7 separate regions of the Mus musculus genome follow, and all the other regions are linked to region 5. A link is a contact called in public Hi-C, HiChIP or PLAC-seq and promoter capture Hi-C data. All regions are on one chromosome and are shown on one strand. Each heading gives the region's core, a stretch centred on a gene start, on an enhancer-like site or on the middle of the called end of the contact. The rest is flanking DNA. Distances are from core to core; before and after follow the strand shown.

What was found. Promoter capture Hi-C pulls out the DNA fragments that hold promoters and counts their contacts. Hi-C and Micro-C count contacts between places; a contact is called where the count stands out from the background. HiChIP or PLAC-seq counts read pairs in DNA pulled down with a chosen protein or histone mark. Capture Hi-C pulls out chosen DNA fragments and counts their contacts.
Region 1: an H3K4me3 HiChIP or PLAC-seq map of bone marrow-derived macrophages shows a contact between it and region 5, with 4 times the contacts expected there. The contact joins the enhancer-like site here to the promoter of Ano10 in region 5. A contact is called at or near these places in 7 of 39 promoter capture datasets (the 3T3-L1 cell line, the C10 cell line, the HPC-7 cell line and 3 more), 1 of 15 datasets of contacts at CTCF or cohesin (the NIH/3T3 cell line), 9 of 484 Hi-C or Micro-C datasets (3T3-L1-derived adipocytes, the G1E-ER4 cell line, bone marrow-derived macrophages and 6 more) and 9 of 115 datasets of contacts at active chromatin or transcription factors (the 230-238 cell line, astrocytes, bone marrow-derived macrophages and 6 more).
Region 2: a contact with region 5 is called in a promoter capture Hi-C map of stem cell-derived epiblast-like cells, with 2.3 times the contacts expected there. The contact joins the promoter of Ackr2 here to the promoter of Ano10 in region 5.
Region 3: a FOXA1 HiChIP or PLAC-seq map of pancreatic cancer cells shows a contact between it and region 5. The contact joins the promoter of Gask1a here to the promoter of Ano10 in region 5. A contact is called at or near these places in 3 of 39 promoter capture datasets (the SN4741 cell line, cranial neural crest and hippocampal neurons), 1 of 484 Hi-C or Micro-C datasets (cortical neurons) and 2 of 115 datasets of contacts at active chromatin or transcription factors (embryonic forebrain and pancreatic cancer cells).
Region 4: an H3K4me3 HiChIP or PLAC-seq map of forebrain shows a contact between it and region 5, with 4 times the contacts expected there. The contact joins the enhancer-like site here to the promoter of Ano10 in region 5. A contact is called at or near these places in 1 of 39 promoter capture datasets (hippocampal neurons), 1 of 484 Hi-C or Micro-C datasets (cortical neurons), 1 of 115 datasets of contacts at active chromatin or transcription factors (forebrain) and 2 of 9 other capture datasets (liver and pancreatic islet).
Region 6: a contact with region 5 is called in a promoter capture Hi-C map of adipose tissue. The contact joins the promoter of Pomgnt2 here to the promoter of Ano10 in region 5. A contact is called at or near these places in 5 of 39 promoter capture datasets (the C10 cell line, cranial neural crest, hippocampal neurons and 2 more), 3 of 484 Hi-C or Micro-C datasets (cortical neurons, embryonic stem cells and forebrain), 5 of 115 datasets of contacts at active chromatin or transcription factors (the NIH/3T3 cell line, embryonic forebrain, forebrain and 2 more) and 2 of 9 other capture datasets (adipose tissue and liver).
Region 7: a contact with region 5 is called in a Hi-C map of CD8 T cells, with 5 times the contacts expected there. The contact joins the promoter of Tcaim here to the promoter of Ano10 in region 5. A contact is called at or near these places in 3 of 39 promoter capture datasets (hippocampal neurons, maxillary cranial neural crest and neural stem cells), 1 of 484 Hi-C or Micro-C datasets (CD8 T cells) and 2 of 115 datasets of contacts at active chromatin or transcription factors (astrocytes and extraembryonic endoderm stem cells).

The regions. Positions count from the first base shown.
Region 1 is chr9:122,017,574-122,021,015 of GRCm38.p6, reverse strand. No RefSeq gene overlaps it. Among named protein-coding and RNA genes, the nearest start is that of Pomgnt2, 23 kb to the right of the region's middle. Within about 2 kb of position 2,140, at least 82 of the 459 cell types and tissues checked have an H3K27ac peak or open chromatin away from gene starts, as enhancers often do. A contact at or near this core is called in 3T3-L1-derived adipocytes and astrocytes, where this site is marked.
Region 2 is chr9:121,896,304-121,899,824 of GRCm38.p6, reverse strand. Ackr2 (atypical chemokine receptor 2) reads right to left here and starts at 1,470. Exons shown (of 4, transcript NM_001276719.1): 1 at 1,322-1,470.
Region 3 is chr9:121,949,299-121,952,912 of GRCm38.p6, reverse strand. It overlaps Gask1a (golgi associated kinase 1A), which reads right to left and starts at 1,925. Exons shown (of 5, transcript NM_177743.5): 1 at 1,766-1,925.
Region 4 is chr9:121,972,985-121,976,671 of GRCm38.p6, reverse strand. Gask1a (golgi associated kinase 1A) reads right to left here. Exons shown (of 5, transcript NM_177743.5): 3 at 202-324. Among named protein-coding and RNA genes, the nearest start is that of Gm39463, 21 kb to the left of the region's middle. Within about 2 kb of position 2,406, at least 32 of the 459 cell types and tissues checked have an H3K27ac peak or open chromatin away from gene starts, as enhancers often do. A contact at or near this core is called in cortical neurons, forebrain and hippocampal neurons, where this site is marked.
Region 5 is chr9:122,292,441-122,295,898 of GRCm38.p6, reverse strand. Ano10 (anoctamin 10) reads left to right here and starts at 1,476. Exons shown (of 13, transcript NM_133979.3): 1 at 1,476-1,595.
Region 6 is chr9:121,993,964-121,997,767 of GRCm38.p6, reverse strand. Pomgnt2 (protein O-linked mannose beta 1,4-N-acetylglucosaminyltransferase 2) reads left to right here and starts at 1,742. Exons shown (of 2, transcript NM_153540.4): 1 at 1,742-1,892. It overlaps Gm39463 (a long non-coding RNA gene), which reads right to left and starts at 1,782. Exons shown (of 2, transcript XR_871388.3): 1 at 1,322-1,782.
Region 7 is chr9:122,803,927-122,807,434 of GRCm38.p6, reverse strand. It overlaps Tcaim (T cell activation inhibitor, mitochondrial), which reads right to left and starts at 1,888. Exons shown (of 11, transcript NM_001013405.2): 1 at 1,747-1,888.

The sequences.
Region 1 (3,442 bases), core at 891-3,390, 280 kb after region 5:
CTCTGTCTTTATTTAAATTACTGACTTGGTGAGGCACTATTCTGATCCTTTCTTTTCATTCTTTAGACATTATTTCCTTGAATTGTTTGAATAATTTATACAAGCTTATTTAGAGTCTTCATCTAAAAATTCAATGTATGACTTCTGTAGTACTCTCCATTGATCATGTGCCCCCTCCCGAATTTACCATATTTTAATGTTTCTTTGTTTGTCTCATGAAACACTGGAGTAGGTAATACAATGTGGAGCAACGGCAACTACACAGATCCTTCCACTTTCAGAGCTCCTTTTAAAACATTTATTTTTTATTACATGTGTTGGGTGTTTTGCCTGCATGCATATATGTGTACATGTGCACCGGCAGAGGCCAGGAGAGGGCATTACATCCATGGAAGTGTAGTTAGAGTCGGGAACTGAACTCAGGTCCTCTGTATGAGCAGCCAGTGCCCTTAACCACTGAGCCGTCTTTCTAGGGCTTCTTATTGCTACTGCTGATTTTGTGGCTGCTGCTGCTGTCTGTGTCTTGTGGCCCCAGTAGATTACTGAGGTAGTCTGTACTTCCTGTAGTGAAGGCCACAGGAGATTCTGCTGGCTCCACTCAGCTGTCAGCTAATGAGACAGTGATTGCTTTGAGTGTGGTGAGCCCGCAGGTCCTTTATAGTTGTCCAGAGGCTCTGTGTGGCCTGAGGTGTGTCTTTTGCTTAAGCTTTCCCCTTTTGCTTGTGAAAAGTTTCATAGAAACATATGGCTTACACACATACACTCACTCACTTACTCACTCACTCACAGACACACTCATACTCACACACAAATACACACACTCACATTCACACTCTTATACACACTCATATACACATACACACATTCATTCACACACACACTCTTTCTCTCTCTCTCTCTTTCTTACACACACACAGACACACACACACACACACTCACATACAGAGGCATGGCACCTTTCTGCAAATCATGACTTTTTAGATCCCCAGATGATGTCAAAGCTTTTTCTTCATCATAAATTTTTGGCCAACCTTGTTTGTATCAATGTTTTCCCATGTAACTTTATAAATATTATTTCTAATAATGTTATTAGATTTTTATATTAAATTTTAATTTGTATGTGTTTTGCCCATGTGTATGTATGTGCGCTGCTGTCATGCCTGGTCCACGCACAGGTCAGGAGAGGACAATGGGTCCCCAGACCTTGAGTTGAGATGGTTATGAATCCCCATGGTGCTTTCTGACACTCGGAACCCAGTCAGGTTCCGCACCAACACAGATGTTGGCTCTCTGCTCTCAGCGTCTTCCTTCTATCGTGAGGGGCTTCCATCCACCTCTGTAACTCTGTTTAAAATAAAGGATATGCCAAAGTGTCTGCAAATGTGTTCTTATTTAAAACCAAGCAGAGATGACTTTGATGTGTTTGACGCTGACGGCTCAAAGTGAGCCTGCTTTGCTCTCTCTTTTGGTTGATGAGACAGATCCCCTTTCTCTTCCTCGCACTATACCGGCTCTTGCTGCAAGAAGGAATTCACACAAAACATCTCAACCTGGCTTTCTTCTGATACTCACGGAGGCATCGCAGGCTGACACTTGCCCTTCTCCTCTGTGATTCTAAGACCTGGGGTCAGTGAGTGACTGTGCATGGAGAAACACCTACAGATAGACTCGGGTGGGACCCATGGAGGTGTCATTTTAACAGTACAAAAGAGCCAAGGTTCTCTTCCTCAGTGCAGCCCTTCTCAGACCACACACAGCAGGAGAGCCAGATGCCGCACCTCTGCCAAGTCTCCACGCTGCTTGGCAAGGAGCGTGGCCAGCAGCCAATGGGGCAAGGGGCAGAGGGGAGAACATTCTGAGTCGGCTTTACAGAGTCACAGTTTCAACTTAGTCAAAAGTGGACTCTTTAATAATATAGAGCCTTTAAGCAGCCAAAGGCTTAAAGTCTAGCATAAAGCAGATTCTCACAGCTGGAAGGTAAATCCCCAGAAGACAGCCCTCACCATGGAAACGCTGACACAGCCTTCCAGTCCCTCTCGGGAATTAAACCCCTCATTTCAATGTTTTTCTTTATTTTGAGCTGGAATCACATACAAGTCTAGGAATGCAACTCGTTCTGATAGGAAACTAAATGCTGCCCCCTGTCAGGACCCAGAGGGAAGTGTCCTCTCACTACAATAGTGCACAGTCAGGTTTAGACAATCATGGACCCAGGAAAGAAAATCCTGCAAGGTTTTTCCCTGGGAAAAATGAAGAAGGGAAGGGAAAGGAAGGGAGAGGAGGGGGAGGGAGGGGAGGGAAAGAGAGGAGAAGGGGAAGGGGAAGAGAGAAAGGGAAGGGGAGGGGAGGGAAGAGAAAGGGGGAAGGAAGGGAGAGAAGGAAGGGGAGGAGAGGGAGAGAAAAAGAAGAAAAGGGAAGGGAAGGGAGGGGAGGGGAGGGGAGAGGAGAGAAGGAAAAGAAGAAGGGAACCGGAGGGGAAAAAAAGGAAGAAGAGGGGAGACATGATATTAAAAGAACAGCCACTGTGAGCAACTGGGGCTGAGTCCTTGGAGGAATTCTGGAAGCAGCGTAGGCTCCTTCCATAAAAACCCCACAAGAGGAGTTTCCAGAGTATGCTTTGCTGAGAAGCAGCCCAGAGAGTGAAACTCAGAACAGAGGTTAGAGGTTAGAGGTTAGAGGTTAGAGGTTAGAGGTTAGAGGTTAGAGGTTAGAGGTTAGAGGTTAGAGGGGAGGCTGGTAATGTCACCCAAAGGTCAGAGGACACAGCAACAGAAGGGCTCTGGGCAGGGAAGGGATCCAGCTGACTTTGCTGAGGTCGTCTTAAGCTCCTCTTGTCAAGCACCCAGCATCCCACAGCTCTTGCCTGGTATTGGTTCTTTCCCGACTTACCTTCGTGAATCTTAATACGCTGTTATTTGTGATGGAAGAGCATAGCATGTAAAAGAATCAGAAAGCTTATGTCCTAGTTTGCTTTCTGTGGCTGTTATAAAACACTGACCAAAATCAACTTGATTTTGGAAAGAAACTTGAAAAGGAGAGAAAAATGTTTATTCCATCTTACAATCCCAGCTAACGTGTCATCAGGAAGCCAGGCGCTCAGGGCAGGACCTGAAGCGGAGACCACAGGGGATGCTGTGTACTGACTTCCTCCATAAGCTCATGAAGATTTGAGCTCTCAGTGGCCTCCCCTAGCCCAAGGCTCTGAAATGGCCTATCACGACGATACCCCACTCTCTGATACCAATTTCTGTCCCAGTTTGCTTTTTGTTGCTGGGATAAAATATGGATAAAAAGTAAACAGGAGGGAAAAGGGTTTGTTTGCCTTACAGGTTATATCCAGTCCACCAGACCAGGGAAGAAATTGAAGCAGGGCCCATGGAGAAATGATTGCTTACTGGCTTGCTCTCTATGGATTTCTCGGCTGCTTTTCACACAGCCCAGA
Region 2 (3,521 bases), core at 221-2,720, 400 kb after region 5:
CATCTCCCTCTCCAGCCTCAAAATGTTAAGTGGGTTCTGGACCAGTGAAAGACCCTGTCTCAAAAAAAAAAAAAAAAAAGCCTAAAAAAAATGACACCGAGGTTGACCTCTGACCTCCACAAGCACACGCATACACAAATAAATAAAAGTAAAATGTCCAGTGTAGAATGTACTATATAGACACAAGAAAAGTTGGAGATGATGCTAAGTCCATAGTCCTCTCTGTTCGTGCCCAGAGCCCCGTCTGCAGCCACAGTTGGTCCTCAGCGTGATAGGACCTCTCCACCCACCCACACTCCCTGAGTCTGAATTCCTCAGGGGTTCCTGGCTTCATTGAAATGCCTGGTGCTGATAACCTCCCAGGGAGCAGCCATGATCCCAGCACAACCCTCCACATGGGAGAGCAGGCACTCGCAGGGTTTCCAGCCTCTTCCCTGTTTTTGTTTGTTTGTTTGCTTTGTTTTGTTTTGTTTTTTAAACCTCCTCCTTGCCATTTTCCTGAGTTTAAAACGAATCACCTTTATCATCCCTAGAGATAGAAAACGACTAAAGCACTTTCCCAGATGGCTACCCACTCCTCTGAGCCATAGGTTTCTCACCTGGAAAAGACCTTGCCTGGGACTGCTGAGCCATACAAGCCTCTCACCTTCTGTTCAAACCTAAGCTTCATGTCAGGACCCCAAAGATGAACTGGGGAGTGAGTCACTGGACCCCTTTACTCTGCCCCTTCCAGTGTAGCCACATTTGAATAAATCTATCTCTGCTTTTTACTCCTGCCTTCCTACCTGCCATACCGGGAAATGGAGTCTGAGCCTGGCTTAGTAGGACTGTCAAAACCCAGTTTTTTTGCCTCTAATTCCAGCAAGAAGACAGAGTGAGCTGGGCTGTGGTGGCACACGCCTTTAATCCTAGCACTTGGGAGGCAGAGGCAGGCAGATTTCGGAGTTTGAGGACAGCCTGGTCTACAAAGTAAGTTCCAAAACAGCTAGGGTTATTCAGAGAAACCCTTTCTCAAAAAACCAAAAAATAAAAAAGAAAGAAAGAAAGAAAAGAAGGAGGAGGAGGAGGAGGAGGAGAAGGAGAAGGAGAAGGCAACGACGATGACGACGATGATGACAGAGTGAATCGCAGCCCTGGGTGAGAGGCCATGGACCCTATCTGACCCTTGGAATTCACAATGCAGGGTCCCAAAGAAGGGGAGGGGGCTCTCCCTGGAGAGGAAATCGCTCCATGCCTCCCTCTCCCAGTACCCAGGTCCTGGGTACCGGGACCACTGTAGACGCCGAGCAGCACCACCCTCCCCAAGGGCTGCCAGACCTACCAGAGCCAGACTGTTTGCCCCAGGACATCCGCCGGAGTCTGAGAGGGCCCAGTGGCTGTTGTCTCTTCTTCAGGGACGTGCAGAGTGAGCAGGAGTCTCAGGACACACATCCTGGTTTCCTGGGGTTGGGGAAGTCGCTCTTCCCTGGTAAGTCCTCCCATCCGCTGCACTGAGCCAAGCTCTAATGACTCCCACCCCAGGAAGGAGTGCCCCAAGAGCAGTCCAATAACCCTGGAAAGCACAGTCCTCTATGTCCCAGCAGTGAGCCAAGCAAGCTAACTCAACCTTGCAGCTTTCTGGACACCTAGCTGATCTTCTGCACTCTACCCAGCATTCACCTTTGTCTGTCTAGGCCCCCTCAGTGGGATTCCCCACTGTGCTGTGTCTGTGCACACGGGTCAGCAAAGTGGCAGCCTCGTCTCCCAGGCTCCCTGCCCTATCCTTCCTCTCCCTTCTTCCACCATCTCAAGGTGGCTCTGCCAGCTGTTTTGTTATCTGCTCCCTCAACCAACTGGGGAACTCGCCTGCAATGAATGAATGCATGCATGCATGCATGCATGGATGGATGGATGGATGGATGGATGGATGGACCAGTGTGGGTGGGTGTGCAATATGCTGCTGGCTGTACACTCAGCAGTCTTCGGCTGACTCCTCTCTCCTGTGGTCCAGGCCACCAAGCCATGTGTCAGTGCTCTGTTTGGCAAATGCTTTGCCTTCAAAGGAGCCATAATACCTGGTAGTGCCAGAATGACTGCCCTGCTGATCACTTGGAGCTTGCCATGCACCAAGCCCACACTCCACAGTTAACACCTTAGAAGTGACTGATGTCTTCGTTGGTTGGTTGATTGGTTGGTTGGTTGGTTGGTTGGTTGGTTGGTTGGTTAATCGTCCAGACAGTCTCACATAGCCAAAGCTGTCCTCCTGCTTCCAACTCATTAATACTGGGCATATGTGTGTGCCACCACACCATATTTATGTTCTTTTATAGAAAGAATATCACTTTGTAGTCCAGTGACCTCAGACTTGGTATGTAGCTCAGGCTGCCATTTGAATTTACCATCCACCTGCCCCTGAGGTTACAGGCCCATGTCAGCACTGGGCTTAGGGCGGCTTTGGTCCTTCAGACAAGAGAAGTGAACATGAACTTAGATATTTGTCTTTCTCTTGAGTCCACAGACTATCAGACTGGAGGGCAAGACCTGATGGGTTTTCTCTCAGACAGAGGAGGACCAGACCTTTCATGACGCTAAACACCAGTTATCAGAGAATAAGGCTCAGGGAGTGTTCCACAAGAGCCCAGAGCCTGCTTCCCTCCCAGGGATCAGCTAAAGTTCTAGGGCCTCACCCACCCCTCTCTTTGCTTATTTTAAACCTAATTTTAGAAGCAGCATCCATATATAGAAGTCAGCTAGCTTTCGCAAATGCTGGTGTCGCATAAACACAGCAAGAGAGCTAATGACTGTAAAAGAACACTGACCCAGACTATCACCTAACCAATACGTGTCACAGTTTGGATGTGGTTTGTACATGCCCCATATTATATTCTGCATATTTAGTCCCCAGGGCGGCTGTGGAAAGGAGAAGGAGGGACCTTAAGAAATAGGTCTCAGGGGAGGCAGTGACCTTAGAAGGCTTTGGTGCTGGAAGGTTTCAAGCATGGGCTGTTACTGAATCAGTTCAGTTGTCTGGGCTCTTGCTCCTGCTTCCTGCCTGGCCATCTGATAAGTTCTCAGTACTTTCATGCCATCTGCCTTGAAGCCGCTCACCAGAGTGGGTCAGATGCTGGCCCCACACACTTGAACCCTCTGAACACTAAGCTAAGTCAACTTATTTCCTTTTTAAAAAATAATGTGTGTATGTTTGTGTGTGTGTATGTGTGTATATGTGTATATATGTGTGTGTATGTGTGTGCATGTATATGTATGTATGTGTGTTTGTGTGTGATGTGTTTGTGTGTATATGTGTGTATGTATGTGTGTGTATGTGTGTATGTATGTGTGTGTATGTGTGTATGTATGTGTGTATATGTGTGTATGTTTGTATATAAGTATGTGTTTATGTGTGCATTTGTGTGTGTATATGTGTGTATGTATGGGTGTGTATGTGAGTATGTATGTGTGTATATGGGTGTGTTTGTATATGTGTTCATGTGTGTGTTTGTGTGTGTATGTGTGTATATGTGTGTCTGTATGTGTATTGT
Region 3 (3,614 bases), core at 676-3,175, 340 kb after region 5:
CCAACTTGGCTCCTAAGCATAAAGCCACAAACCTGCTGCCCCAGCCAAGACTCGGGGATGTGAATTCTCTGGATGGTGGAAGAGGATGTTTGCCCATTGCAAGCAAACACCTTTCAAGCCAAACAAAAACTGCCCACAAGTAAACAGCGTGACATAGTTCCTTCCAGAGGCCACTTAAGAGAAACCCAAGTCCATGGCCAGTGGCAGAGAAGTGGACGAAAGGTGTCACCAGGTGCAGGCGGTACCATCCTTCAGCAGGGGTGGCTAGCTAGGCCTGGAAGTCAGGATGTAGGGACCTAGATGACTGCGCCATCAAAAACCCCAAGCAAGACAGCAATGGGGACATGAATAGCAGCACACTCATTTATTATTGGAACTGCTTCCAGTCTGCTTTTATGATTACGAAGGTAACTGTAAAAGACCCATTCAGAAATCTAATGGAGAGATATCATTTAGCCTTGTTCTGAAGGATAATGTAGTTTACAGAATTTTGTCCACTGAGATGGCTGAGTGGGTAAAGGCATTTACCCACCTTGCTGAGCTCGATCCCCAGAACCTACGTAGTGGAAAGAAGAGACTCCTAAAATGGCCTGAGAGCAGAGACCACTAACACCCCTCAGAGTACATGGCTGTGGGTCATAATTTTTGAATGGGAGACTTGTTCCTAAACCAGGATTCCAGCAGCACCTCAGCTCGTACCCTGCACCTCCAGCCATGCCTCCTCTCAGACACAAGAGTTCCTACTCATGTGGAGCTTTGCAGGAAACTTGTAAGGTTGTAGAGATGCCAGGAGCAAATCCAGGCCTCAGGACCGAGCCCCAGCCCTCACTGGTCAGGGCCCCCACAGTGGCACAACTGCTCCCATGTTGACCTACTTCCTGCAAAGGTCGGCTGAGTTCCTGGGCCATAGGTCAACTTCCCATGAAACACCTCTGGGGAGTTCCCATCTGCAACCCCACCCCGAAACCTGGAGAGAAAGGGACCCCTTAGGGAGTCACAGAGCAGGCAATGGCACTCCAACACACTCCACACACCCTGGTACCTGGGCTGCAGGTTTTCTGTCAGCGGCAAGAGCACATCAATGTGCCCTAAGGTTTATATCAGTACCTCAGCTAACGCCACAAGGGCAGGTTTTCACATTCTTGTTTTCCTCTCTTAGTGTCTGTGAGGTTGGAAAAGAATCAAGTCCACAGGTCCTAGACTTTATCAGTGACTCCTCAGGCATCCCCATGACCACTCTGTCCAGCAGGCAGAGGCGGTGGGGCAGTAAGACTTTAACTCAAAGGTGATACAAGGCATTTTTTTTAAAGCATCAATACACCACTTAGCCATAAGAACACCATGAAATTTACACATCTTTGAGAAGGAAGGAGGTGACTTGAAAGGGTTAGGGTTAGGGTCCTCGCCCATCGTCTGCCTTGGGTGCTCAAAGGAGTCCTTTACACTCCTACAGGCATTTTGTCTAGATAACTCTTCATCTACACGTGAGGGGTCCTTGAGGAAGACTCTCCAGTCCAGGGCACAAATGAAAGTCACTGTGACCCCATGAAAAAGCTTGAGGTATAACTGTGGCCTGGGATGCCACCTGTGCAACTCATGCGAGGCTTCAAGGCTGCCTGCCCTGGCACCCACCTGTACCCACCGCCCTGTTCAGCAGCTCCTACCATGTCCCCACGGTACTGCAGCAGGTTCCTGGGCTCAGCCTACTGGCAGACTCATCCCTGGAGCCCAGACTTTCCAGGCAGGGTTGGGATTAGGTCCACACCTTTCCCCGCCACCAGATTGCAGGGCAGGACACAACACAGGATGCTCCGCATGTGAGTCTACGTGTGAGTCTGCAGAGTCCTGTGGCACACAAGCCTCCTCCAGCCGCTGGGGACCTTTCCAGAGTTTGCACAGCCCCAGCCTAGCAGCGCAGCCCAGCCTCCCCAGTCCCCAGAAAGCACAGAAGGGGGAGGCCCCTTTCATAATAAAAGCCCTACCCACTTCTGGCCAACAGAAGCTGCCTGGAGTGAGGTCTCTGGTGCTAGGAAGGAAAGAGTCTCACTCCCGCCCCCTCCCCCCCACACACACACACTCACCATTCCCCCACCCGTACCCCCACTGGGTTCAGCGCCTGGGCTGGGCTCAGAGGAGCCCCAATCGCGCCTCTAAGGTGTTTGGGTGCAACTCATGGGGCCGCCCGGACGATGATTCCCTATACTGGCCCTCTCCTCTGCAAAACCTCAGGAAGACCAGTCTGCCACTGGCACCTCTCCAGTTTCTTTGGGCACAGTGCCCAAGGGCGGTTTGGGAGGCAAATATCCATTAACCACTGAAGGTCATTAACAATAGCAGAACCTCATTCAGGGGCCAGAGTAAGGAATCAATACTCGATACTGCTCTGGCTGTAGATAGTTTTTTTGTGTCTGCACTGGGCTTGCTATCTGTGGTGCAGGATCCTGCTGGCCTCACTGCTAACAGCTGGTGGCTGCCAAGGAGAACCTAGACTTCTGAAAAGACTGCTCCTAAGAAGTCTCATACTTGGAACTTAGAATTCTTTTTTTTTTCAATTTTTATTAGGTATTTTCTTCATTTACATTTCAAATGCTGTCCTGAAAGTCCCCTATACCCCGCCCACCCGCCCACCCACCCCCACCCCACCCCCTCTCTCCTACCCACCCACTCCTACTTCTTGGCCCTGGTGTTGCCCTGTACTGGGGCATATAAAGTTTGCAAGACCAAGGGGCCTCTCTTCCCAATGATGGCCGACCAGGCCATCTTCTGCTACATATGCAGCTAGAGACACGAGCTCTGGGGGTACTGGTTAGTCCATATTGTTGTTCCACCTATAGGGTTGCAGACCCTTTAGCTCCTGGGGTATTCTCTAGCTCCTCCATTGGGGGCCCCGTGTTCCATCCAGTAGCTGACTGTGAGCATCCACTTCTGTGTTTGTCAGGCACCTGCATAGCCTCACAAGAGACAGCTATATCAGGGTCCTTTCAGCAAAATCTTGCTGACATATGCAATGGTGTCTACGTTTGGAGGCTGATTATGGGATGGATCCCCAGGTGCGGCAGTCTCTAGATGGTCAAGTTTGGAGCTAAGATGAAAGGATGGAACTTAGAATTCTTATAGGGAGGTAGACAATGGTTGGAGGTTAGGGCAGAGTGGACAGTAGGACAGAAGCTTGGAACCAAACTGAAAATAACCTCCCGGGATTTAAACTTTTAGGGTCACCACTAGAGAAGATGAGCCACCCTCAGGCTCCCCAAGAGTCACCTTCCCCAGATGGATCAACAACTATCAGATTATTGCTGATAGGGGTCACAGGAGCACTGCAGAATGCTGTGCCAAAAGCAGTCAGCCCTGAATGCTTTCTGTACATTGTAGCATTGAATCACCACAAACAATGCCTTGGAGCAAATTTACAGGAAAGGAAACACTGTTGGGAAGTCAAAACCAGGAAGCCACTCTACAGCTTAAAGTCTCAGTCTACCTGCTAGAACGTGAAAACGTGGAGCTAATGGGAAACAGGGCTGGGCAGGGGCGCTGCTAATTGCAGTCTGAACGTAGATAGAATCCTAGAAGGGCTGGCAACCCAGGAGCTGGAAGAATAATGCCAAAAGAAGCAC
Region 4 (3,687 bases), core at 1,157-3,656, 320 kb after region 5:
AGAAGGATAGAGGAAGACACCTGATGAGAACCGCTGCCTCCACACGCATGCACTCACCTGAAGGTGCGTGTGTGCATACATGTACACAGGGGGGGAGAAGATTGGGAGCCCTTGTGTCTAGGCATCAAGAGCATCCTCTGCAGGAGAGAGGTATACCCAGTGTTCATGTGACAAGGGACTGTGCATGCACAGGAGACATACCAGGATGTGGACCAGCCGCAGCTCCTCTGGGTTCCGACATTTTTCTCGGAGACCCTCTTCCACACAGGGGTCTGAGGGCTCAGGCTCGAAGCCACAGCAGTAGCGATCCAGGCGGTCGTGGACCTACGGAGAAAGCTGGGATGGCACCTGTCTTCTCCAGACCCAACATCAAGGCCACTTGGCTTGCTGGGCTCTACTCCAGCCCAGGGCCACTCCTGAATAGTCTTTAGGGGCTGTCAGTGCCAATAAGCTCTGTGCTGGCTTCCAGCTAATTCCTCTGCTAAGGCCTCTGCCTAATTCCTTACCTGTTTAAGCCTGACACTCCGTCAGTGTCCTGAAGATGAACTTGGGGTCACAGGACCCCTATATCTGCTCCTCTCTGCTAACTACCACAACTCATCTCTTAAGTTGGCATGGTGGGAATGGTGGCCAAGCTTAGCCCATGAAGGCTGCCAGAGCCAGGACTCCAGGACCCAACAAGGACCCCGGGCGGTGTCTGGCCGAGTTGACGGACAGCAGGTTGGTGCTGCAGAGCTGCTGGTGTATGAAGGAATGTCACCCCGATGGCCAGCACTGCCCTGCCACCTCTACCTTGTTCCCTCCTCACTGCAGACCTACAAGGCAGGAACTATGTCACCCTGAGATCGGACACATCCGGGGTCATAAAGGAGAACACACAATGCTGGATTTGAAGTTGATGAAGTTGTTGAAGCCTAATGTTGGGTCCCCATTTGTGATGTGGAAAAGGGAAAGAGGATGGTGGTGTCCACAAAAGCTGAATCAGGTTTTAGGCCCTGCTGGCTGAGCAGCAGCTGATGACAGGCATAGACCATGTGGTCACCACCCATGCTTGGTGCAGCCTCCACAGTCACAGGGTGATGGGCCTCAATTCTCTGGAACCCTTTCCATCAGCCTTACCTAACAAGACTAAGACCAAAGCAAGTGATCCATGATGGGCATGATGAGCAAAGCAAGCGATCCCTGATAAGCATGATGGGGATCCCTTGATCCCTGTGAGTGACTCACCCTTGCCGATCTTCCAGGAGGCAGGGCAGTATCCCAGAGAGGGTGTGGGCTATTTGGGCCAGCACACTGATCAGATGTACCCAGACTTCCTGCCCAGGAGCCCCCTTCCCACTGAATCATGTCTGCTAGCCTTACCAACAGGTTTCTTAGACTGTCAGTCACAGAGTGCAGATGGACCCAGGGCCCCCTGACCATACACTCTCCCTCCTGCCCTGATTCCTCAGATCCTAGAGGAGAATCACATAGGCAGAGGGTATATTTAAAGCGGGGCAAGAGTTCCAGGGACACACTGACCAGAGGTTCCCCTCAGGAGGTGCAAGCTTTTCCCAGCTCCCTCAGTGCAGTAGGCCCAAAGCCCAGAGTGCAGTGTGGAGTAAGGACTTTGGTGATATGACCACATGCAGGCCTAGCATCTGCAGAGCAATGGTGTATGGTTAGGGTGTTGTGGTGGTGGTTGTTGTTTTGCCAACCTGACACAAACTAGGGTCATTTTGGAAGAGGGACCCTCAATTGAGAAAATGTCTCTATCAGACTGGCCTATAGGTGAGTCTATGGCAAAATCTTCTTGATTAATGATAGATGTAAGTTGGGCCCCGCCCACTATGGGTGGTCCCACCTCCAGGCAGGTCATCCTGTTGTATAAGGAACTAGGCTGGGGAAGCCATGGGGAGCAAGCTGGTAGGCAGCATTCTGCCATGTCCTCTGCTTCAGGTTCCAGCTTTGAATTCCTGCCCTGACTGCCCTGCATGATGGACTGTCAGCTGTAAGACTGAACAAACCCTTTCCTTTCCAAGCTGATTTCTGTCGTGGTGTTTGTTGCAGTAATAGAAAGCAAATTAGGACAGGCTAGCAGAAACCCTGCCTGCTCTGGCCCATGCTCTGCCCTCCCTCAACACACAGTCGGAGCCAGCAGAGGCCTCTGCGCCTGCCAAGCCCTCCCTGACCATGTCTCGGGCTGCTCCATCCAGATTTCTCGTTATGCAGCATTTATTTGCCAACCAGCATAACACGGGCAACACTGGCCTTCTAAAATGTATGCCCACCTAGATGCCTGGCAGAAAGAGCGTGCCCGCTGAGGTGCCAGGTTGATTATTCTGCCACGCTGTCTGCTTTGTTTCCCCATCAGCTCCAGCAGCAGCTCACATTCCTTCAGGACTTGGCCCTTCCTCCACTCTTTGAAAAAAATGAGAAGTCATCCAAAGAAATGATGATTCCATGTGGTTCCAGAACACAGAGCCAGCCCGGCTGTGCTGCAAACTGTAATTCAACCTGGAGCGTTTGGTTAATGAAGGCCCTAAAAGCTCAGGCTGTGTAGGTGCCACGCTGGGAGCTTTACCCAGTACAGCACACTGGGTCCCTCAAGGCAGCCAAGAGGGACCCCCATTCCAATTATGAAGAGGACAGTGAGTTATCCATGGAGGGAGACTGGCTACTGTGCTGAAGGCCACATTGCTACAAATGGCGATCCCTGGATTTGAAGCCAGGAAGACTGGCTCTGACCATGAGGACAGGCCATGTGGCAGGCATATATTCTCTGGCATTCAGGGCTATAATTTCTTGGATGGGAAAATAGATGACTGAAATAAAACAAGTAAGTAATTTAAACAGTCTGACCCCAGGACCCAGAATGCATTTGACACAAGTTGAGACGTAGTGAGGTCTCTGAACACAAGAATGAAAGAATGAAGCATGAAGAATGACCACAGGGTCCCAAAGAAGGCCTGAGGACCACAGTGTCCCCAAGGAGGCCCGAGGACCCAGGGTCACCAAGGAGGCCCAAGGACCCAGGGTCCCCAAGGAGACCTGAAGACACAGGTTCACCAAGAAGGCCTGAGGATCATGGGGTCCCCAAGAAGGCCTGAGGTCACAGAGTCTTCAAGAAAGCCTGAGGTCACAGAGTCCCCAAGGAGGCCTGTAGTCACTGGCTGGCCCATCATACCCACCACCTGGTTTCAGGAAAGGCCTGGCTCTATTACATCCCAAGCAGAATATCTGGGTGGGACAAGACACTGCAGTTGGCCAAAGAAGGCCACAGGCCCATCTGACAGAGTTGGAAGGCCAGGCAGGGGTGCAGCACAGGGTGTGGGTGGCCCTATTCCTCTGACTAGACTCAGCTGGCTTCTGGGCCAAGCCAGACGGATTTCAGAAGAAATGTCTGGTATTATTTTGGCCCACACCCTTTAGCTGGGACCCTCCTTGATTTCTTTTCTACTTGGCAGCCCAAGTGTCCCAATATTTGCTGGGAGTGAGATTCACTCTTTCTTTCATAGGAACATTACCTTTCTCAGAGAGTAAATTCCTCATGGATCAGGGCCCCCACCCACCCACACACATGCACATATACATAGGCACACACATGCACATGTGTATACATATGCACATATACATAGGCACACACATGCACATGTACATAGGCACACAATGCACATGTGTATACATATGCACATATACATGCATACA
Region 5 (3,458 bases), core at 227-2,726:
AAGGGCTTATTTGACTTATAGTCCATCATTAAGGTAAGCCAGGTCAAGAGCTCAAGGCAGGGTCCTGGAGACAGAACTTGAAGCAAAGACTACAGAAGAATACTGCTGCTTACTGCCTGCTCTTTTAAACAGCCAGGTTCCACCCTCTTAGGATGGTACCACCCATAGTGTGCTGGGCCCTCCCACATCATCAAGAGAATGCTCCTCCCTACCCCCCCTCCCCCCCAACACACAAGCTCAAAGGCCAGTCTGATGGAGGCTGTTCCTTAATGTGATTTCCTCTCAGGCAACTATTGGTGTGTCAGGTTCACAAAAACTAAGTGGCATGGCACCATGACTCAGGCTCACATCTTGTACTTTGCTTTGAGATGGAGATTCACTACATTGCTCAGGCTGGTCTCTAGTTCCTCAGTTCAAGTGATCTTCCAGCCTCAGTCTGCTGAGTATCTGAGACTACAAAAGTGTGGGCCACCAACACAGCTTAACTAAATTTTGTTAATTCAGCTGTGATAAGATTACTCCCAAGAGGGCTGGGATAATCTCTTCCCTAGGATGCACAAGGCCCTGGGTTTAATCTCCAGTATAAAGACTATCTGAGCAAAAAGGATTTAATAGATATTCCATTAAAATGATTGTTTTTCAAAAAATTTCAAACATTTCCAATCAGATACCAAAGAATGAAGTTATATGCAAGGATGAATGTAAGTTCAGGGGCTGAGAAAATTGGAACTCTCCAACTGAAACCCACAAGTCTCCTGAGTCGTCAATTGACTCTAATTGTTAAAGTTCTGAAAGATTTGCCTTGGTTTTCAGAGAGAAGAGAGCTTCAGAATTCTGCTGAAAACCAGCCAAGAATTGCTCCTTAAGGCAGAGAGGGGGCTAGGAGGACAACCTCCAAACCGGAACACCCCCAGGGGTTGGGGTGAAGGCCTTGTCCCCTGGAGGAAGGCAAAAACTGGAAGGGTGTGGAGGGTGGAGGCTAGACGGTAGAGGGTAGAGGTGGGCAGGTGTCTGGATTCTGGTCTAAGAGATTAAGAAAAGGAAAGCGTAAGGAGCCTTATCCTTTCCCTTCCATTCCCTACCCAGCAAAGCCAAGACCCAGCCCGCACCCATACCACCACGAGGACCGCTAGCGAGGCCCCACCCCTCCGGATGAGGCTCCCTTTCTGCCGTGAGTGACAGCAACCCAAGCCCCACCCCACTCGCCACAGCCCCGCCTTTAACATGTCTCTCTACAACGACAGCTGATGAGGCCACGCCCATGCAGCACCACCACATCCCACCAAAATGAGAACCTTCATGGCCCCGCCCCTTCCGTCGCGGCCCCACCCCTCTCCCGAGGGTCAGCCAGTGAAGCTTCACTCTGACACCTCCGCCCCCCTTCCTCGGGACTTACAACTGTTAAGGCACCGCCCCTTTCACGGTGATCCCGCCCCCCACGCCGAGTGACAGCCGGAAGGCCCCGCCCCTCCCGGTCGTTGACGCCTCCTGTCGGCCAAGGCGCCACGCCCCGGTCGTGTATCCAGTCCGCCTTAGCGCCGCGGGCCTGGTTCTCCCCGCTCCCGCGGTCCCCGAGGACGCCGCGTGGGCGGCCGGTGAGTGGGGAGGGGCGCAGTCCGTGTGGTGGGCCCGCTGGGGATGCTCCCCCCCCGCGACAGGGAAAGAGCCACGGAAGCACTGGTCAGGGCTGGAGATCCGCAAGGGTGTGAAAGCCGGCGGAGGCAGGGGGATGTCGGCCGGCTCTGGATTTGCGTCAGGCCTGGAGCAGGGCCGTCTCTGACTGACCATGGGATCCCGGGGTGTCGGGCTGCTCTGATTGACACTTCGGGGAAGGTGCCCGGTAGCCTTGATTGTGTCACACCTCGCGGTCTCTCTAGGGTTGTGAACAGATCCGGTCTGAGGTTTCTGACCGGGCCCATTGTGCGCTTTCCGTGATAGGTGTCGCATGACTCCAGTGAAGGGTGCAGAGCCCTGTCCCTACCCGAAACCCTGTTTGTTCTTTCCCATAGCTGAGGCGGTGCGTAGACGGTCTGACTGAAGTCTCTTCAAGTTTGTTCCCACTCCACAGTTGAATCGCAATCCCTTAAACCCTGATGTTGTAATCGAATCCCGGCAGTTTTAAAAGTTTCAGGTGCACTGTGAGTGGCCTGGTTTCCATTTAAAGTCACAGTAACCTTAGAGGACTAGATATTTCTAAGGACTCTTTCTGTCTTTAAACAATTTTAAATGCAACCGTGCATCCCTTAACCAGGGTAAACTGGGAGGGAGATGCTTGCTGTTTACCTGGCATGAACGTCCGAGGGCACTCACACAGACAAAGAGGCTGTGACTTTACTAGGCATATAGTTTTGTTTTCTGGGGTTTTTTTGTTTTGGTTTGCTTTGGTTTGGTTTTTGGTTTTTAAAAATTTTTGTCTGTGCGTTCGTGTTATTGTGAGTGCAGGCAAACGGATACACACAGGCTTGTACAGGACAGAGGACACAGGTGTGGGCCCTTGCCTCCCACCGTGTTTGAGATAGGATGTCTTTGTGTCTTTTCATTTTTGCTGCTGTGCTGCCTGTTCCAGGCCATTCAGCCCTATGGCTTCTTAGGGTTTTACTGTCTCTGTCTCCCATATCACCTGGAGTTGGGATTACAGAAGCACTCTACTGCGTGCTGGAGTCCAAATTTAGGTCCTCTTGATGAGAAATGAGAGATGCAGAATATCAGACAGGCATAGACAAGGCCTGGTAAACTGTAACGAGTGTGCATTTGGATAGACTGTAGTGTGGTTGCGTGTGCGTGTGTGTATGAGTGTGTAAAGAGGAAAACTAGAAAGGTTGGAACACAGAAAAGAGGATAAAGTTGAGAATATAAATGCCCTGTAGGAATGCTCAGAACCCTATGACCTCTAGTAGCATTTTGTTTTTCTTCCTAATTTGTATATTTAAAAGTGTTTTTTTTTTTTTTTACATATTATTGTATGTGTGCATGTGGGTTTACACATACCATGGAATGTGTGTAGGGATCAGAGGTCAAATTCTGGGAGTCAATTCTCTCCTTTTGTGTATATAAATACACATATAATTAATGGGGTAGTATTCTAATATTAATTTGTGACTTTTTCCAACTTAACATTTTCTCATTTATCATTTTCCTTGATCACTAAATATTCACACTGAACAACCAGCTACTTCTTTCTAAAATAATAATAGTATTTCAGCTATGTGTTTAATACATGCATGCTTGGAGGTGAAGAATTAGGGCTGATCAAGGCAAGTATATTAGTAAGTGTTTAAATGCCATCTATGCTACATTGAGCTAGTCCCTCACAGTATATACATGGGTTGTCTGTAGCTCTCTGCATTTTTACACAGTAACACCTGCTTTTGGAAGATGCCAGCTCAGAATGCTGTTTGTCCTGGTTGTTTTTTGTTTTTATTTTTGTTTTTTTTTTTTTGTTTTTTTTTTTGTAGTTG
Region 6 (3,804 bases), core at 493-2,992, 300 kb after region 5:
TACACTGCCCCAAAGGCTTATTCTACCTGCCATGTATCAAACCTGTCAACAAAATCCCCTTTATGAAGGGAAGAGCCTTTTGGAGGTGTGATCTGCTTGGTGAGTAGCTGCAGCAGGCTGGATAGCTCTACTCTCACCCAGAGCCCCCTTGGAGATGAAGAGCCATGGACTCAGTTTTCAGGGCTCCTTACAGACAGGAGTCTCTCTGAGACACAGGCTCTGCCAAGCACGTGCACACTGTGACTCAGATGAAGGAAGAGCACTCTGTGAGATGGCTTATGCATGGGGAATGGTGTCAGAGGAAGCTGACCTCCTTATCTCCAGATAGCATGGCATAGTTCTTGGACATGGCTTGGACACTGTCATCAGAGCAGACCCTAGATGCAGAGTCTGTTCCTCCTCATCTTAATGAGCCCACATGTCACTAAATGTTCCTTCACACACATTGTTCTGCTCAAGCCAGCCAGGGTAGACACATTGCCTGAAACTAAGAACCCTCTGAGATAGGACAAAGGTTGAGGCCTGAAGGGCCAGGGGGCCAGTTATGTGGAGCTTCCACAGACTAGTGCAACCCTTGAGGCCAAGAAAGAGATTGTTGCTTTTTAAAACACCAAAAGCCAAATGGGGGGAGGTAGGAAAAGAGGAAGAATCCAGGCAGCACAGGTAGGGGCTGGGGGAAGCAGGAAGCCACAGGGCCTTCTTCATGGTACAGGCAAATGGTGCCCAATCCAGAAATGATCTGCCTTGTGGCCAGTGGCATTGTTCCGACTCTCTGTGTCAGTTCTTCAGTGCACTCTGTTTGATCTTCTCACAGGTATGTGTATGTGTGTGTGTGTGTGAGAGAGAGAGAGAGAGACAGACAGACAGACAGACAGACAGAGAGACAGACAGAGAGAGACAGAGAGACAGACAGAGAGAGACAGACAGAGAGACAGAGACTACTTTAGATGAGTTTGTAATAACAACCATGAGAGTGAAGCCCACTGAGGTCTGAGGTTCTGGGAAGGCTTTGTGGCCAACCGGGCCAGTTGGGTGGGGGTGGGGGAGGGGAGGAGTGAGGAGGGTCCCTTAATATATACCCCCACCCCCAGCCCAGTTCTCAAAAGGACAAGGTTCCACATGACATTTGGGTCATCGTGTCAGAAGTGTCACAATGTCCATTTCCCAAGTGAGAAATCCAGCCGTTTTGGTCAGATTCACCTGATGTCAAGTCCGAGCTCCAACACTGTCATCTGACACCCACTCATGATAACACCCCATCAGTTTGGTTGTAAAGCCAAATGGCAGTTCCCAGAAAAAGTATAAAAGAGACATAACATACCTGACAAGAAGCCTGGTAAGGGAGGAGCGATCCATTGGCTCAGGTTTGAGGGGAGACGATCCGAAGTTAACTGAGCACAGAAGCCTTCAGTAATGACCATGAACAGCTCTGTTCAGTCTTTGTGCTCATCTACAGTGAATACTTTAACTGCTGAGCCATCAATAGTCTCTTTATGAGTCTTAAAAGCATGTCAAGGTATGGATTATTTTTTCTCTAACAGATTACATATGAAGATTTCTGTATCTTGTATTTAAGTTTATCATCAGAACTCTCATAATTGGGTAAACAGAACACCAAGAAGAGCTTCTGGTCTTCCCAGGCTCGTGCATGCTGCTCGCTTGAAAACTACAATTCCCAGGATTCTGTGAGCCGAAGAGGTGATCCTGGCCGAGGTCCGAGAGGCGGGTCCCAAGGCCCGCGCACGCGCCCGGGTTCCGGAGTTTGAGCTCGCCAGCAGGGCAAGCACACTAGGAACACCTGCGACACCCTGTCGGCAGGTGGGCAGCGCGGGCATCTGTGGCGCAGCTGGGCCCCGGGCTCGGAGCGGACGGGGCACAGAGCCCGGCTTCAGGTGAGGCGCTAGGCCGGGCCGGGCCGGGCTTGGTGCCCGACCCTGGACTGCAGGGGAGGCCGGCGGGCTTGCCGGACCCAGGGCGGTAGACGCCGCCTGCAGCAGGCGCCGAGGTGGGAGGGGTGGGCCTGAACCGCCCGGCCCCCGATGGCGCACTGGACCGTTCGGCTGGAGCCTTCACTGCCTCTGACCGCGGGGACGCACATGCTCGTGCCTGGGAAAGAATGGTGCACATTTGGCACAGGTGGCGTGGAGCAAGGAGAGATGAGCAGTGGGGGCCTGGGCTGCGCCAGCTGCGTTTGAAGCGGTGCCTGGGTCGGCCTGTTGCTGACCTTTAGGCAGTTGGGGCTCCGTAGAGAACCACCCGGATGGACGGACAGTCGGAGTTAGGAGTTTGTCTGCTTGACAATGGCGGGGGGGTGGGGGTGGGGGCGGCTACTGACGGACGACCCTGATGGACTTGCCTATAGGAACCCGTTTTCTCATCGTTAGTGGGAATCCGGGGTAAAAGTTTGGGACCTTCCACCAGAATCACGCTGCAGGTTGTGAGCAGCCAGTATCCTCTGACCTTATGCCAACCAGCCCCGAGCCTGTTGGTGTAGATGGTTTTAGGCTTATGGGACATGTGAATATTAGCACAATTCATTTACCATGTGTGGACTGTTCCAGGCACTGGGAAAATCTTGGCTCCTTTACCGGCCATGTCCCCATAAGTAACTCATTCACTTTCTCTGGTCCCTTCCTTCATCCTCTGTAAGACAGAGTGAAAAAAGACCTTCTTTGAAGAATTGCTGTGAGGCTTCCATGAGGTAATGCTGGCAAAGCTTTCTGTCTGGGTTCTGAACACATCAAATGTTAGCATGCACGACCACCAACTCTATAGACAAGGTTGGAGTTCTGGTTCCGGGTCCTGTCTTTTCCACAGACTAGCTGCTCTCAGGCTTTTAGGATCAGCCGGCCCTTTCACATGAAGGATCCGAGTTCCAAGTGGTGACAGAGTTAGAAGAGAACTGGATACTTTATCCTCAGAGGTGAGAGCTGAGAGCCCCTGGGGGCCTTGGAAAGGGAGGGAGCTGGTGAGTGGATTCACCCTGGTGGAGCATCATCCTGGTGTGCTGGACTGTCAGGGCCGTCAGGGTTGGTTTGTTTGCTAAGGATGAATCCAAAGCCTCCTGCGTGCTGAGCAAACATTCTGCTACACCCGTTCACTCTCTACTCTTTGCTTTGATTCACGGTCTCAGTAAGTCCTAGACACACCTAAGCTATGATCTTCCTGCTTCATCCTCCCCAGTAGCTGGGACAGCAGGCCTGTGACATCAGCCCAAGCTGACGACATGCTTCTAACCAACCTTGGACTTCTGGCTGGCAAGTTCTTGCTTTCAGAAATAGCAGTAATAAGCAAAGGCTTCTAGAGAGCCAGAATATTAAATTACTCAACACTCTGTTCCCCAGAGGCCTTGTCAGTCACCTCAGCATGGTTGTCTGGAGGGACACTCTCCCTCAGGAGATGCTAAAATGATCCCCAGGGCTTTTCAAGTTGGGTGAGAGATATGGCAGGGAAGGAAGACTCCAGACAGGCTACCATGGGCTTTGCAATTCAGGCTTGAGTTTGAACTTCAGCCCCTCCCCATAATAGCTACAGTGTATTGAACAATACATATAGCAGTCCCAAGCATATGCCCTTTAGTGTGTTTCATAGTACTTGCCTTAGGTTATAGCAGGGATGAGACCACATATGCAGAACTTAGAGTGCTGCCTGCATAGAGTGAGAGTCAGTAAATGGGTTTTTATATTGCTGCTGTCTTACAGAGTTGGATAATTGCCAGGCACAGAGCTTTGCTTCTGTTGGGTCACTGGGTCCACAAACCTGGAACCTCCCTCTTGGAATAGTATAAGTGTCCTGCCTCAGACC
Region 7 (3,508 bases), core at 639-3,138, 510 kb before region 5:
CAAGCACAGAAATTATCAAATAGAGGTCTTCAACACTGAGCTTTGGCCCCTTGGCACAATCTGTATTTGAAAGTAACTTATTTCAATTAACTTAACTTCACACTAACTTCACTTTAGTTATGGTTTCCCTTTGTAACTATCTTGGAATTTTTCTTTAGAAAAAAAAATTCTTCTCTCAAGTAATGATAAAACCATACCTAACTACCTTTCTTTTCTTTTCCTTTCTGTTTGTTTGTTTGTTTGTTTGTTTTTGGAGACAGGATATCACTTTGTAGACTTGGCTGGCATCCAACTCAGAGAGATCTACCTGCTTCTGCCTCTGGAGTACTGGGATTAAAAGCATGCACCCTCTCACCCAGAGACCAGGATTTAAAAAAAAAAAAATGCTTTTAGGCTTTCTACTTAGAGTAGGGAACCAAGTAAACAACCAGAGCAAAACCAGGAGACAGTATTAGACATATCAATGATAACAAGTTCCATTTGTTTGTTTTTGGAGACAAAGTTTCTCTGTGTAACACCCCTAGCTGTCCTGGACCTCATTCTGTAGACCATGCTGGCCTTGAACTCACAGAGATCCAACTGTCTCTGCCTCCTGTTGCCTCCCATTGCTGGGATTAATGACACTCCACCATCGCCTGGCTAGATAACAAATTCTTTAGCTTTCCTTTTGTATCTTGCTGGAGAGTTAAATCATAACTACAAACTCTACAGTTTCAAGAAGGATTCAGGCACTTCTGGCCCAGCCTGACCTAATATATACAGGCACTGGTGCTACTCCAAGGTCCAATTACACCCACTGAACCCTAAGATCTGGCACAAGAGAAAAAATTACGACAAAAACTCTTCGGACCTGCTGTTGCCCCCTCAAACCATTTTCATCTTATAGGTTAGTGTAGGGCATGTCTTCTGGGCCTTTCCATTATGAGGGATCAGGTTTTTCAGAGAGTACCCACTCTAGCACTGCAATTTCCCTGAGCTTAAAACTCCTTCATCAACACTAAGCCAAGGGATGGCAGGCATCTCCAGTTCCTTTTCAGTAGGCCATCTGTAGACAAATCTAACCAACCAACCAGCCAACCAAACTTTGACACCTTTTTAAAACTATATGAACTCCACATTAAATCTGGAATCTCCAATCGGTGGTCTCAAACTGATAAAATTCAGCCTGATCCTGTTTCCTTTTACCATTATCCTACAATCTTAAACCCATTCGCACACACACATTCCACAGATGTCTTGAATGAATTAGCACACTCCTTAAGCTCTTTAGTGGTGAAGTGCACTTGAGTAATCTACGCCTCAGACTCCCCTCTGAGAGTCTACTTAGCCATAAGTTTGATTACAGGTCTAGAGGTGAATGGACAGGTCCGCAACTTGGGGTGCAGCTCCTCCCAGGGCCCCACCAGCCTCAAGGCTCTCCCAGCAGCAGCCTAAACCCAGCTCCCATCTGACAGCCTCGCCTACGCCTCAGCACGCACAGGCCAAGGCCTGTGTGGCAAGTGTGGAGTCCCTGGGCAACTTTCGCTCTGCAGGGAGCTCCTGACAGGTCTGGCCCACTGTCTCAGAGGCCTGGGTTCGTGCTTGGACGCCCCGACACTTGGAGCCGGCAGGCCGCACGAACCATGCTCATTGGCTAAGGCGGACCGACCTTCCTCCTAGAACGCCTGCGCAAGGCCGGCAAGCGGCTCCCAGCCAGGACGTCGGCTCTCAGCGGCCTCCCACCCCGCTTCAAAGCGGTGTCCTTACCCCGCTATCTGCGGGTTTCCGAAGGCAGCTTCGGGAGACACAAGCCGGTTCTTCCGGCCGACTAGGTCTGAGGGAGAAAGATGATTGGCAGGCAGGTGGGAGGACGATAAGCAAAGGTAAAGGAGTAGCGGGAGGCAGGGGCGGGGCCAAAGCGCGCACGCGCAGCCCCTGGTGGGGAGGGGGGAAGGGGCGGAGCTATGCAAGGCGCTCTGGTGACGCAGTTCTTGCTGAGCAGCCGTTGGTAGTCTTGGTAGGCTTCCCAGATGCAGCTGAGTGTGAAAGATCCGGTTCCTCTGGCTTACATTTCCCACTTGACTTTTCCTCAATCTAATCTATTTGAGATAGTTTAATTATTTGGGACAGTGGCTCACACTGTAACCCACGCTGGCCTTGAACTTGCGGCAATTCTCCTGCTTCAGCCTCCTACGTGCTTTGATTACAGGCATGACACATCGCGACTCCTTACTAGGCTGTTTTTAAACGTTCAGTGTACTCAGCATGGGCTTTTTACTGCTTTATTGGACGTCTGTAACTGATCTCCAGACCTGCAAATGATGGAATATAAACTGCTTTTCGCTTTGCTACCTCTTGGCTTGGTCAACCAGCAAGAAGCCATCCCACCCCTTCTCTCAGATCTTCATTCTCCTGAAGACGACCTTGCGGCCCACATCGTGTCCTTTGTCTGCAGGAGCATAGTTTACAATTGCCCACCTGTCTCTGAGGCAGTGTGTGCGCCACATGTCACGCAAGCTTAAGAGTGCTGGGACTCAATTTTCCTGCCCTTGTGAGACTGTAGATTTAAGGACACTGCCTCTACCCATTTTGAGAACTCCTTTAAATACTTGTCCCATTTATTACCCTATTTAGGGCTTTTCCCCTCTAGACGACTTGAATTTGTGGCGTACAGTACTATTTAGAGTGAGGACTATGTTAAAGAGAATAGGCTACAGATACTGAAGGTGGTTTCTGAAGGAGTTTTTGTTTTTTGTTTTGAGACGGGATTTCTCCGTGTAGTCCTGTAGACAAGGCTGGCCTTGAAGAGAGATCTGCTGGCCTCTGCCTCCTGAGTGCTGGGATCAAAGGCATGGGCCACCACCACCTGACAACTTCTGAAGTTTTAACTTCTTAGTGTTTTGGGACAATCCTTGTTAGATATTTATATTTTGGCACATTTGTTTAAAATATTTTCATTAGCAATGTCCTTAGTCACATATTATCATAAAGCATACAGTACTGTGCTGCCAGGTCGACCAACAGATGAAAGTGTTTGCTATCAGACCCTCCAGCCTGACCACTGTGGTTTGATTACCGTAACTAGATGGAGGTGGAAGGAAAGAACAGATTCCAAAAACGCTGTCCTGCAAAAATCCACATGGATGTGTGCTCCTCCCACAACGTACACGTAATAGTCATATGAGACCCACTGAAAGGGAGCTGTTAGGAGGGTAACTTAGACATTTGGTGGGGTGCCCTGGATCTTTGTGTTTTCAGTCTGTGCTGCTGCTTTATGTTAACTTCACACATGCTAGAGTCCTTAGAGAAGAGGGAGCCGCGATGGAGAAAACACCTCTGGAGATCACACTGCAGGAAAGCATTTTCTTAGTGACTGATGTAAGAGGTCCCAGCCCACTGTGAGTGGTGCCATCCATGGGCTGGTGGTCCTGGGTTCTAGAAAACAACCCTGAGATTCCACCTCGCAACAGTCTGAATGGCTAAGATCAAAAATTCAGGTGACAGCAGATGCTGGGGAGGATGTGGAGAA